Regions from separate parts of the Zea mays genome. Here region 1 is linked to region 2. Evidence: chromatin contacts called from public Hi-C data. All regions are on one chromosome and are shown on one strand. The core of a region is the stretch at or near the end of the contact, and the rest is flanking DNA. Distances in the headings are between cores, read along the strand shown.

What was found. A called contact is a pair of places that touch in the nucleus more often than the background predicts.
Region 1: a Hi-C map of tassel shows a contact between it and region 2, with 2.4 times the contacts expected there. The contact joins the promoter of LOC100382048 here to the promoter of LOC100280974 in region 2. A contact is called at or near these places in 3 of 25 Hi-C or Micro-C datasets (ear, leaf and tassel).

The regions. Positions count from the first base shown.
Region 1 is chr3:23,430,951-23,436,464 of Zm-B73-REFERENCE-NAM-5.0, reverse strand. LOC100382048 reads right to left here and starts at 4,205. Exons shown (of 10, transcript NM_001394902.1): 1 at 3,652-4,205; 2 at 3,160-3,297; 3 at 1,196-1,381; 4 at 168-305; 5 at 1-57. The coding sequence starts at 4,110.
Region 2 is chr3:23,248,811-23,254,441 of Zm-B73-REFERENCE-NAM-5.0, reverse strand. It overlaps LOC100280974 (JAG), which reads left to right and starts at 2,561. Exons shown (of 5, transcript NM_001399073.1): 1 at 2,561-2,648; 2 at 3,213-3,319; 3 at 3,612-3,740; 4 at 3,843-3,936; 5 at 4,050-4,707. The coding sequence starts at 2,647. The coding sequence ends at 4,524.

The sequences.
Region 1 (5,514 bases), core at 2,956-5,455, 180 kb before region 2:
GGGAAATAGAGAATGAGCCCAGCAAAACATGCCAGACACTAGGTCACCTTGAGAGGCCTGCAGTGCATCAGAAAAGAATTGGTACAAAAAAAATATAATTATAAAAATGGTAAAGAATTGGAAAGCATAAGTAGTAACTAGCACAAAGGTGCCAGGGAAGAGAGTACCTGAGCAATAACCCAGACAATGATGGGAAGCTTTTCCTGTCCCAGATATTTATTGTTTCCCATTATCTTTGGCATAACATTTACCAGTACATCAGGCTTTCTTCTTAAAGTCATGGCAAGAACAACAAAGATTGCAACCTGTCATCATCAACAATCAGTAAAAAAGTACCAGCCAAAAAGAAAGACCGAGCCATTCATCATTACAAATAAAAGGCCAATAATTCAGTGAGTGTTGGTCAACATCAACAACTTAAGATTTATCATATAGATAAACCTATATGATCCATAGTCTGGGAGGATCTTAATGCAAATATTTGATTCCGCTCACAAACACCTTACATAAAAGGCAAAAAGGCACATCAACAACTGGAGAATCACAATTCACATTAAGTCGTAAATGGAAATAATGCAAAAAAAATCAGGATCAGATGGTGAACAAAAACCACATTAGAATAAAAAAATCAGTCCTCTGATCAAATAATGATGGTAACATCCAAATACATGTACACATATGAAAGGAGATCTAGAAAACAAATACATCAGGCTATTTGAATTTTACACAATCTAGAAGACTAGAACTTGATGTACATGGCACTACAAAGCACATACTCCTATCTATAAACGTGGAATGTCAGCATATTGCTCAAATAATATAAAATTTGCACGATCTACATAGTTGTTCTTCACAAGATGGTGTATAAACATAATAGCACAATACATTACTAACAGACACCAGTAACAGGGATGTCCAGCTCAACACATATGATAAAACATATGGCATGGCATTGGCATGTCCAGTTTATCTGCTATCTCAGCGCAAGTTGCAGACGAATAAAATTAATTAAACAAAATGTACATTTTCATCCGTTCACCTAGATGTTCACTTGTTAAGAATAATACAGCCATGACCCATTTCATATCCAACAAAAGGAATAAGATTCCAACTGGAATATTATTTGTATTTAGAAACACATGTACATTATACATCCTAGGATGATAGTTAAAAGTCAACATGACTTGAATGTTACCTGGGCCCTTGGAGACTGTTGTGCAACCTTCTTTGAACCCTTAGGGCCAGCTGATGGACCTGACAATTCAGACATGATGCTATCTATGCACCACAAAACAAAGTCTCCCAGGGCATCAGAAGATCTTTGACTGATCCAATCACTCACAGTCTTGATCACAGCCTCAGATATATGGCACAGTGGGATCTGCTCAACACAGTTATTAGTTAGACACATACCGAAAATGAATAAGAAAGAAAAATCAGAGGCATTATCATCATTAAATCTCATACTGTAATATAAAATACAATCATGCTCATGAAGCCAGAACAATAGTGCCAACCACCATCAGTACACGGGAACATTAATTGCAAGCATAGATAGAATTACATAATAACAAATCAATGTGACCAATGAAGGATTATAACTTCATCCTAATATGGAAAATGTTGCTAAAAATATATAGTAATTAAATAACTTGACCCAGCTGTATACTGCAACACAATTGACTAGCAAAATTCGTGTAATCAAGTCGATATTCTTGGCATGCACGTTATAATCATCACATTGATGGCCAGGCCTTGCCTGAGGGGGGTCGAGCAGGGCAACCGATCTGGGCCCCCAATTCCCAGAGGCCCCACCCTAGTGCATACGGGGACGATAGGCAGCTAGGCAGGCTGCATCCCACAGGCAAGCAACACAAGGCAATACTGAACCTGAACGCTAGGGCACGCCGCACCTGCGAGCGTGATTATCTTACGGCGATAGTCCCGCTGTCCAGGTTCTTGCTTCTGTCTTACTTCTATTTTTACCGCTCAAGTTTTTCCATGACAAATTGAATTATTTTAATTAGCTGATACATAGTAAAAAAAAAAAAGTAGTTCCTGTGGTATTGGGGCCTCAGTCTATAATCCTGTCGTGGGCCCCTCAAAACTTAGGAACGGCCCTGGTGATGGCCAATCAGGACTCACGCATTCGGAGCGCCTACCTGCCACCATGCAGGGAACATGCATGTTACTGTAATAATAGGGTGGCCTCAATCACTTTCCTCAGTTGGTTATCTGAGTTTGTTAAGATACGACAAATGTGTCATAACGGTTTCCCAAACCGGAGACGTTAATGCATAGATATTCCAAATTTTAGCGCGAAACATAAAAACACAAATACATCACTACGTGCGGCTAAAGCACAGTAACGTAACATGAAAACATAAACCTCCAACAGGCAGCAATTGCGTCTAAGCATGAGCTGAAAAAAATTGATCACGTGCATATAAACCAGAGACGTTATTGCACAGATTCTCCAAATTTTGGCGCGAAACATAAATACCAAATGCATCACTACGTGCAGCTACAGCACAGTAACGTAACATTAAAACATAAACATCCAACAGGCAGCAATTGCGTCTAAGCATGAGCTGAAAAAAATGATCACATGCATATAAACCAGGGACGTTATTGCACGGATTCTCCAAATTTTGGCGCGAAACATAAATACCAAATACATCACTACGTGCAGCTACAGCACAATAACATAACATTAAAACATAAACCTCCAATCAACAGCAATTGCGTCTAAGCATGAGCTGAAAAAAATGATCACATGCATATAAACCAGAGACGTTATTGCACGGATTCTCCAAATTTTAGTGTGAAACATAAATACCAAATACATCACTACGTGCGGCTACAGCACAATAACATAACATTAAAACATAAACCTCCAATCAACAGCAATTGCAACTAAGCACAATCTGGAAAAAAGTTTCGCATGCATAAAAAACCAAAGACCTTAATGCATGGATTTTCCTAATTTTGGAGTGAAACATAAATACCAAATGCATCACTACGTGCGCTACAGCACAGTAGAGTAACATTAAAAAAATAGACCTCCTACAGACAGCAATTGCATCTAAGCAGTCTGAAAAAAAATGATGACATGCATAAATAGATTCCAGAACAATATCTAGTGATATGATAACTCACATCAACCATCTTGGACACTGTTGATTCTTTGAACATCTTTGCCCATGGAAATTGAGATGCGCTCACAGCTGCAAATGCCCGGCCAAAGTAATCAGCAAACCTCATGAGCTGAATGTCCTGTTGATTCTCGTACGATGCCTGCACAGAACAAATAATCAGAATATACATACACAACAGAAAGTGTACCAACCTTTTGCAGGCTAATCCTAATACCAAAGCCCAGAGCTCCCCGAGATCCATCTTTACATCCTAAGATCCGACTTTCAGGCAAGGCAACAGTACTATATTGGATAGAATTTTGGTTCAACTTGATCCGAAACCCGGTACGTCCTAGCATTTCGTCGGAATTTCATCAATTCCAGCGAGATCCGTCGCTAAACCCTACCCAGATCCGATCCGTAAAAAGACAAAACCTTGATCCGGACCATCATCACAAGATCTCATTTTTTTAACAGGAATTCGACGGGGAGGAGAGGTTTGACGCGGCCTTACCGAGATCTCGAAGAGGTGCGCTGCGAGGTTCTCGGCGTCGATCAGGACGGCGGCCTCGGCGACCGTCACCTTCGGCTTCTTCACCTTGGGCTTCTTAGGCTTCTTGACCTCTCCCTCCTGGCGCGGGGCAGCGGCCTCGTCGGAGTCGTCGTCGTCGGAGTAGGCGGCGCCCGTGGCAACGGCGATCCGCGCGTCGTCGAGGTCGGCCGCCCTGGAGGCGAGCTGCTGCTGCAGCGCGCGGTGGCGCTCCTGGGAGCGCTTCTCGACGGCGTCGAAGACGCCGCCAGGCTTGCCGTTGGACTGCAGCGCCAGATCGGGCGCCGTGGTGCGGGGCGGCTGCGCCTGCTTGCGGTTGCGCTTGGGATACGACACCGTCTGCCAGCCGTGCGAGGGGTCGGAGGAGGCGGCCGCCGCCATGGAGGAGGAGGAGGAGGCGCCCGCGAGGTCGTCCATCGCCATAGCTGCCACGCGCGCGAGGAGGGGGAGGCGAGACTCCTCCTGGCTTTCGAGAGGCGACGAGCAGGAACAGGAAGGAAGAAAGCAGCTGTGAGAGAGACGAGGACGAGGGATGCGCAGGCGTGGCTGGATTTTATTGTGAACGGCGAGCCGAGGGTGCCGCGTGCGTCGCGTGCACTGCACCCCGTCTGTCCTCTCTCCGCCCCCGCTCCTCGCCGCTCTGGTCACTCACAACACACAGTCACACCTCCGTTTTTCCGTTTCCTCGCTGTCTCGGGCGTGATCTTGTGAGACTTCTTGGCTGCTATCTTTTCTTCTAGCTCGTTCTTTTCTCTGGTGCAGCTTTCCGGTTCTGTTTGTTTGGAAACAACTTCGGTGACGCTGACATGAGCTGGCCGTGGATATAGATGCGGTTCCGTCGACCATGGATGGGTACGTACAATTGCTTAAAAAAGCTGCCTGCTCTTCTTCACACTGTCGTACGAAGCTCATGAGTAGGGCTGTAAAAAAGCAGTTGTCCCAGATTAATTAAACTATATAATAAAGATGGATAATAGATAATTTTACTTAAAATGTTAAATGATGATTATATTTTTCACATTTAAATACTATTAAATTACTATATAATACAATATTATTTATCAAGATCCATCTCGCGAGGCAATTTCGAGCTAAGCCGAGCCTGAGCTCGTTGAATGAATGAGCCAAGCCGAGTCGAGTTTGGTCTGTCAACGAGTCAAGCCGAGCCGAGCCGATGTGAGGATCAAGAAGGGGATAGCTGATGAAGACTCGGTGGCGGGAAAGACAACTCGACTGAGGAGGCCCAATAGTCGAGTCTATGGGCCACAGTGGGGCCACATCGTGGGCTGCCCTAGAAGATGAACGGACGGTGAGAAATTACTCGTCGAATTTGTCGCTAGAGTTGGGTGTGAGGAAAATGGGTCTCGGACCATTTGGCTCAAAAGGTTTTGGTGTTTGATGATCAACATAACCTGTGAACTAATAAGTTTGCTAGCGTTTATAATTGTAGTTTACAGGATGCTAAAGTGACTTGGACTAAGGCATTGAGGAAAGCAACACATCAAATGAAGACATTATGAAGATCAACAAGTATCAAGCAAAGTCTAAGAAACGAAGAAAAGTGTTGTCACTGGTGGACTGTCAGGTCGAGGACACCAGACTGTCTGGTGCACCAGGGAATATTAGTCCAACGACTAGTTCCTAGTGGCACTGTGGAGGAGGGCCCAGACTGTCAGGTGCAAAGGCTGACAGCCAACGGTCGACTGACAGATCCAACGACTAGTGGTGCACCGGACAGGACACCGGACTGTCCGGTGCCTACCACAGGACTGTCTGGTGTGCCGCAGAAAGCTGCAGTTTTCCTCCAACGGCTATAATTGAGTTGGG
Region 2 (5,631 bases), core at 1,312-3,811:
TTCAAAAAAGGCAACGCCGTCAATTGTACAAGTGAGAAACCGCCAGTTTCTTTTACAAGCTCTGACGGATGGATCAAATCATCAAAGTCAAGACGCGAAGCAAATCACGAGGAACCCTGAAGCAGCCGCCTGGGTACGCAGTATATATTGCAGCTCCCCTGACTTGACCCGCAGTAAATTAACTGTCACAACGCCGCAGCGTGCATGTACTTAGGGGTCACAAGCATGTCTCGATCGATCCCTCTCCATCTTTTCTTCTTCCTGCTGCAAGCGGCCGGCAGGTCCCCGTGCATCGTCCTCCTATCACGCACCAGCCTTCTCCGTTGTCTGGCCTTGCATGGGCAGGCCAAGCTAGCCACTGACCTCTACTTGTATATGTCCTTTACTAAATCCAGAGAGGAGAGAGAGAGCGCGCGCTGGAAATTAAAACTCGTAGTGCATGTCAATACGTACAGGAGTTCGTGTTATTCCTACTCTCAAGTCTTAGGCCTGTTTTATATAGTAGCTCTATGCAATGAAGTTCAACGAACTATAGAAGCGAGACATTTTATCTCCTTAAAATAAAATGAATAAAAGTCAACGCAGCCATTTTTTTTCTTCATTGGCTTCTTTGTGCACTGTACAACAAGCAAGGGGCGGACAAAGCCGAGCCCACCGCGCGCGTCTTGGATATCTAGTGTTTTCCTCACATAAAAACATTTATTTACTAGTAATGTATTTCGAATACTATACTACCCATAGCAAAAAAAACCTAAATCATGGGGGAGTTTCACCTGAAAACATTTATTCACTAGTAATGTTTTCCTTACTTCTATACCACCATAAATCTGATGTGACATCGGGTCTATTTGGTTCAACTTTTTTTTTCTGAGAAACATTTATGATAATTTAGCTGTGGAGAGAATCTAAGTATTGTGTATATTACGGACGTAGTAAGATAAAAGTGTCCATATGGTTTAAGATGCAGAAAGTTACGGTTTCATATTATCGCAACGACTCGGTCGATTAGGTGTTCAAGTTGATTTTGGACGGTTTTGACTAAAATGATTCTCATGAAAGTAGGCTAAAAAGCTATACGTTTGATAATCTATAAAAGATTCTAATGACTAGAAGCTGAAATAAATAGTATCATCTATTAATCTATTATCGTTCATCTATGCTACCTTACTATACTTATTTTTATACAAGTGTTTTCATTGTTAGTTCTAGATGACATGATATTTATAACTTCTCTCTCATGTCCCCCCTCCTCTAGAGGGCTAAACTCCGAGTAGTACTTGACACCAGCACTTGCTAGCTACCATGTAGCAATAGTATAGCCCAGCTCAAAGGCTAAGAAAGCATGCATGCAGCCCTAGGCCATAGCCTGATCAATAGCTCGATCCCTTGTGCTTGTGCATTCTATGCCCATCTCAACTAAATACTGGAGCAGGGCTTTGTAAGAGGTGCCCTTGTCTTTATTGCTCTCTCTATCTCTCTCTCTCTGCCTCTCAGCTGAGCTGCATGCATGTCCTACACCAGCACAGGATGAGGGAGAACGAAGCATACAAAGGACACACAGGTCTATCACCTATACATGCATGTACAGATGTATGTGTGCATGTGCATGTCTGATGTCTGTGTTTTATTCACGTTCGCAATGCAAGATCTAGGGGGTGTTTGTGAGAAGAGCTCTAGCTTACTCCATTTAATGATGCATGCAGCAGCCAGCAGGAGATGAGAGGCCCCAGCTAGCACATCCGTAGCTGCTGGATGAAAACACATACTCCAGCGCGGTGATAAGAGCGTGATGGTGTTGTGGCCTGTGGGGCTTTCCTGCTTAGACTAGAGGGTGTGTGTGGATGCTACGGTCTCAGTGTCTCACAAACATGCATGGCGAGACATGTGGAGTTGTAGACACTCTCTCTCGCTCGGTCTCTTCCTGGGCTCCTGGCCGGAGAGGAAAGAGAACCGCGAGAAGGCCGGATACTCCTACAAGGCATACAGCAGCATTTGGATTTGCAACCATCACATAGTCCAAGGATCACATCTGCTAGTAGTAGCTGCTTTCAGCACAGCAGCATCTTGAGAGGTGTAGAGAGGCTGTGAGAGGGATCGGGGGGCAGCAGACTATAGGTGTGTGTGCGTGTGAATGTGTGCTAGTAGAAGAGGAGAGAGAAAGGGACGGCTGTTCGCAGAGCACACAGATGAACTGATAGAGAACTTTCAGGTTTTCCACTCTCTTTCTCTCCCTCCCCACATTATAGCTGTACTGGAGTACTCTCTCCCTCTACGCCCCAAACCAACACTTTAAAGATCACAGCCTTTTCCCCTATGCATTTGCTGCTACGAAACTGCGTTGTCTTTTTTGCTTTTGTGCCATCAAACTGCACTAGTAAACCGTAATACTCTACTCAGTACTCACATCACATGCTCCCTGCTACCAGCACTCCAGCAGTGTACCATAGCTGCGAGTACTGATCTCTCTCTCTCTCCTACCTGCTCCCCGGTCCCTTCTCTTTCTACAACTCCAATCCACCATCCGATATATATCCCCTTCCGGCCACTTCTGTTTTCCCTCAATCCCCTTCCAAATCTTCATTGCACATCTCATAGTGTGTTCAGCTGTCTCCTTCCCCGCTGGCCTGCTCTCTCTGCTGCTCCACCATGTAAGAACCACAACTACCCCCTCGTCACTTTTCTGGTGGTGTGCTTGCATTATTCTTCTCCATGTCTTGTGCATATCTTCTTCTGAGCCACTATTGTCGTCTGCCTCTCTCTCTCTGTGTGTGTGCGCTTCCTGTTTATGTGTGCATATCTGTTGTGTTCTCTTCTTTTTCCTGTTCATCAGCCATTTCTCTTGGGTGTTTTTTTGTTTGCTAGTACATGCATAGTGCTGAGCGCCTGAGCTCTTAATCAGCTTGTGCTATCAAAAGGCAGGAATCTGGATCTTCGTGAACAGCTTGTTTGTCTACATGACAAGATCGTTCTTGTACTACGCACAATTTTGCTACTCCATTTTTTCCTCGCTGCTTCTACTGTAGTAGTTGCACACATCTTGTTCATCATATCTGAGATCCTATATGCTCATGCTTGTGTATATATAGGATCTGCATTAACATTGTGATTCGTTCTATATATATACATAAAAAGAACTGTCGCTCCTCGGCCGGCCAAGAAGCCAAGAACTTAATTTGTTTTGTCTGTTCGTCCCCATGGCGTGTGGACTCCAGGAGGCAAGTAGGGAGCCCATTGGACCTGAACAACTTGCCGGAGGAGTACGGCAAGCAAGCGGTAGAGAGCTCCACGACCACCGCCACATCAAGCTCCCATGCAGTTAGTAAGGAACTACAGCACTAATATTCTCTTCTTCGATTTGAAGGTGAAGTAGTTCTAGTTGCGTCATGAAAGAAAGTCCTGCAATTGAACAGCAATGGAGTTCTAGCTTTTTAAAAGTTCTGTCCTTTTAATATTTCCGGCTACCTAGTTTGCAGAACTAATATGCTAAGTCTGTTGATGCGAAGGATTCCTCATAAATGATATAGAATATCAAGGATAAAAGATTCTAGTCACTTTCTAGTTTCTACACTTTGTAGCGCATAAGGGACTGATATCAATGTATGTGTGTTCAGGGACAGGGATAAAGAAGAAGGGCGATGGAGGGAAAGACGATGCTGCAAAGGTGTATGAGTGCCGGTTTTGCTCCCTCAAGTTCGGCAAGTCTCAAGCGCTTGGCGGCCATATGAACCGCCATCGACAAGGCAAGATCATACACCACTATAGCCCTAGCTCATTACACAATGCTTACATTTCCTTGTATTTTATGGGTTTGTTAATATTGATTTCTGGGCTTCCTCTTCCAGAGAGGGAGACTGAAACCCTCAACCGTGCCCGGCAACTCGTCTTCGGCAACGAGAGCCTCGCCGCCATCGGGGCGCAAGCGCAGATGACGATGACGTAAAGCATGCATATACTCACTCGATCTACTGCAGAAGATCACCATATCGCGCCTTCTCTTTGATTAGGGTTTGTCAGTATTTCTCACACACGTTGCAATTATGTGGGTACAGTTTCAGGGATGTAAATATGGCTGGCGCTGCCCCACCGACCGTATTGGGAGGAAACTTCCGGGGAGGCGCCAGCGCCACCGGTGGCAGCAGCGTCGGCGACCCGTGTCTCCCGTTCCGGCCGGTGCATCCGGGGCTATCGTCGCAGCCTTCGTACCATTACCTCTACACGGCGCCATCCACACTGCACCCGATGAGCTACCCGCCGGCGACGTACCCGGGCCCTCCTCGTCAGCCTGCGGTCGGCGACTATGTCATCGGTCACGCAGTCTCCGCCGGTGGCGGTGACGCACTGATGCAGTCGACGCACCGCAGCAGCTTCTCTTGCTTCGGAGCTCCACTCACCGCTCCGCCGGCAGCAGCGGCGGCGGGGGCTGCTGCTGCTGCTATGAACGTGCAGGCCGACAAGCTTAACTGCAACTGCAGCTTCGGCTGCGGTGGCCACAGCAGAAATAATAACGTGAATGCGTCCACTTGAGCAGATGCGGACCGCACGCTGTGGTTAATGCATGCAATTAAGTCAGTGTAAAGAGCCAAGAAATTAAATTAGATGATGCGTGTTTTCGACATTAAAGACAGAAGTGTTCTGAGGATCTACTTCTATATGAATGCCTGCAATGGATCCCTGAATCTAAACTAAAAATCTTCAGTTTTGCATGAATTGTTGGTTTTGGTACTCACATAGTACAGAACATATATTTCACAACGGATGTTTGCAAAAATGGAATGGAGGAAAAACAAAGTAAATTTAGAGGATTCAATTCCTATTGAAAAGTTTTCCTATGATAGACTTTGGAACAAAGAATCAAATCTTATCAACTCCATTAAAATTTCTATGGAATGACATCCTTTACAGTAATTTTAGAGGAAAATAAGCACGAGGTCCAACCTCATGTTTTCTTTCCTTTGTGTCTTGCATTTCTATGTTTTTCGTGCTTATGGTCCAATGTTTTATGACTTTCCTATGTTATAAATTCTTGTAGGATTACAATGGCATGAGCATTCTAATCTAGTGTTTTTCTTATTCTTGCGTTTTGGAAATCATGTGTTCCAAAGTCAATCTTTCAAAAAAAAGTCAAATTAATATACACAGATCATAACCATGACACTTTAACTTTATACATATAATTTCGTTAACATGCTGCTATGATCTTTATGCATGTTAAATGCTACTCCCTCTGTTTCAAAACGTGCGTCTAGGATTTTAGAAAACAAATATTGCAAACTATGACCATGAATTACTCAAACCATATGTATGTTTAGTGCGTAAAAGATGCATTATGGACTTCAAATTTCTAGTATATGTGTTTACGTAAGAATTTGGTTTTGTAATAATTGATAACATATTATTAAAAAAAACTAATGATCAACATCAAAACTAGGGAAGGCAATGGAGAATTCCCCATAAGGGAATACCTCTCTATCCTCGTCACCGCGGAGATCCCCACGAATGTTTGCGGAGAACATTTCTTCCACATCCCTGTTTCCCGCGGGGATAAATTTCTGACAAGGATCCCCTTCCTTGCTTAAATTAAAATTATGACATACATCATTTGTTATTAATGCAAAACATTATCGCTTATAC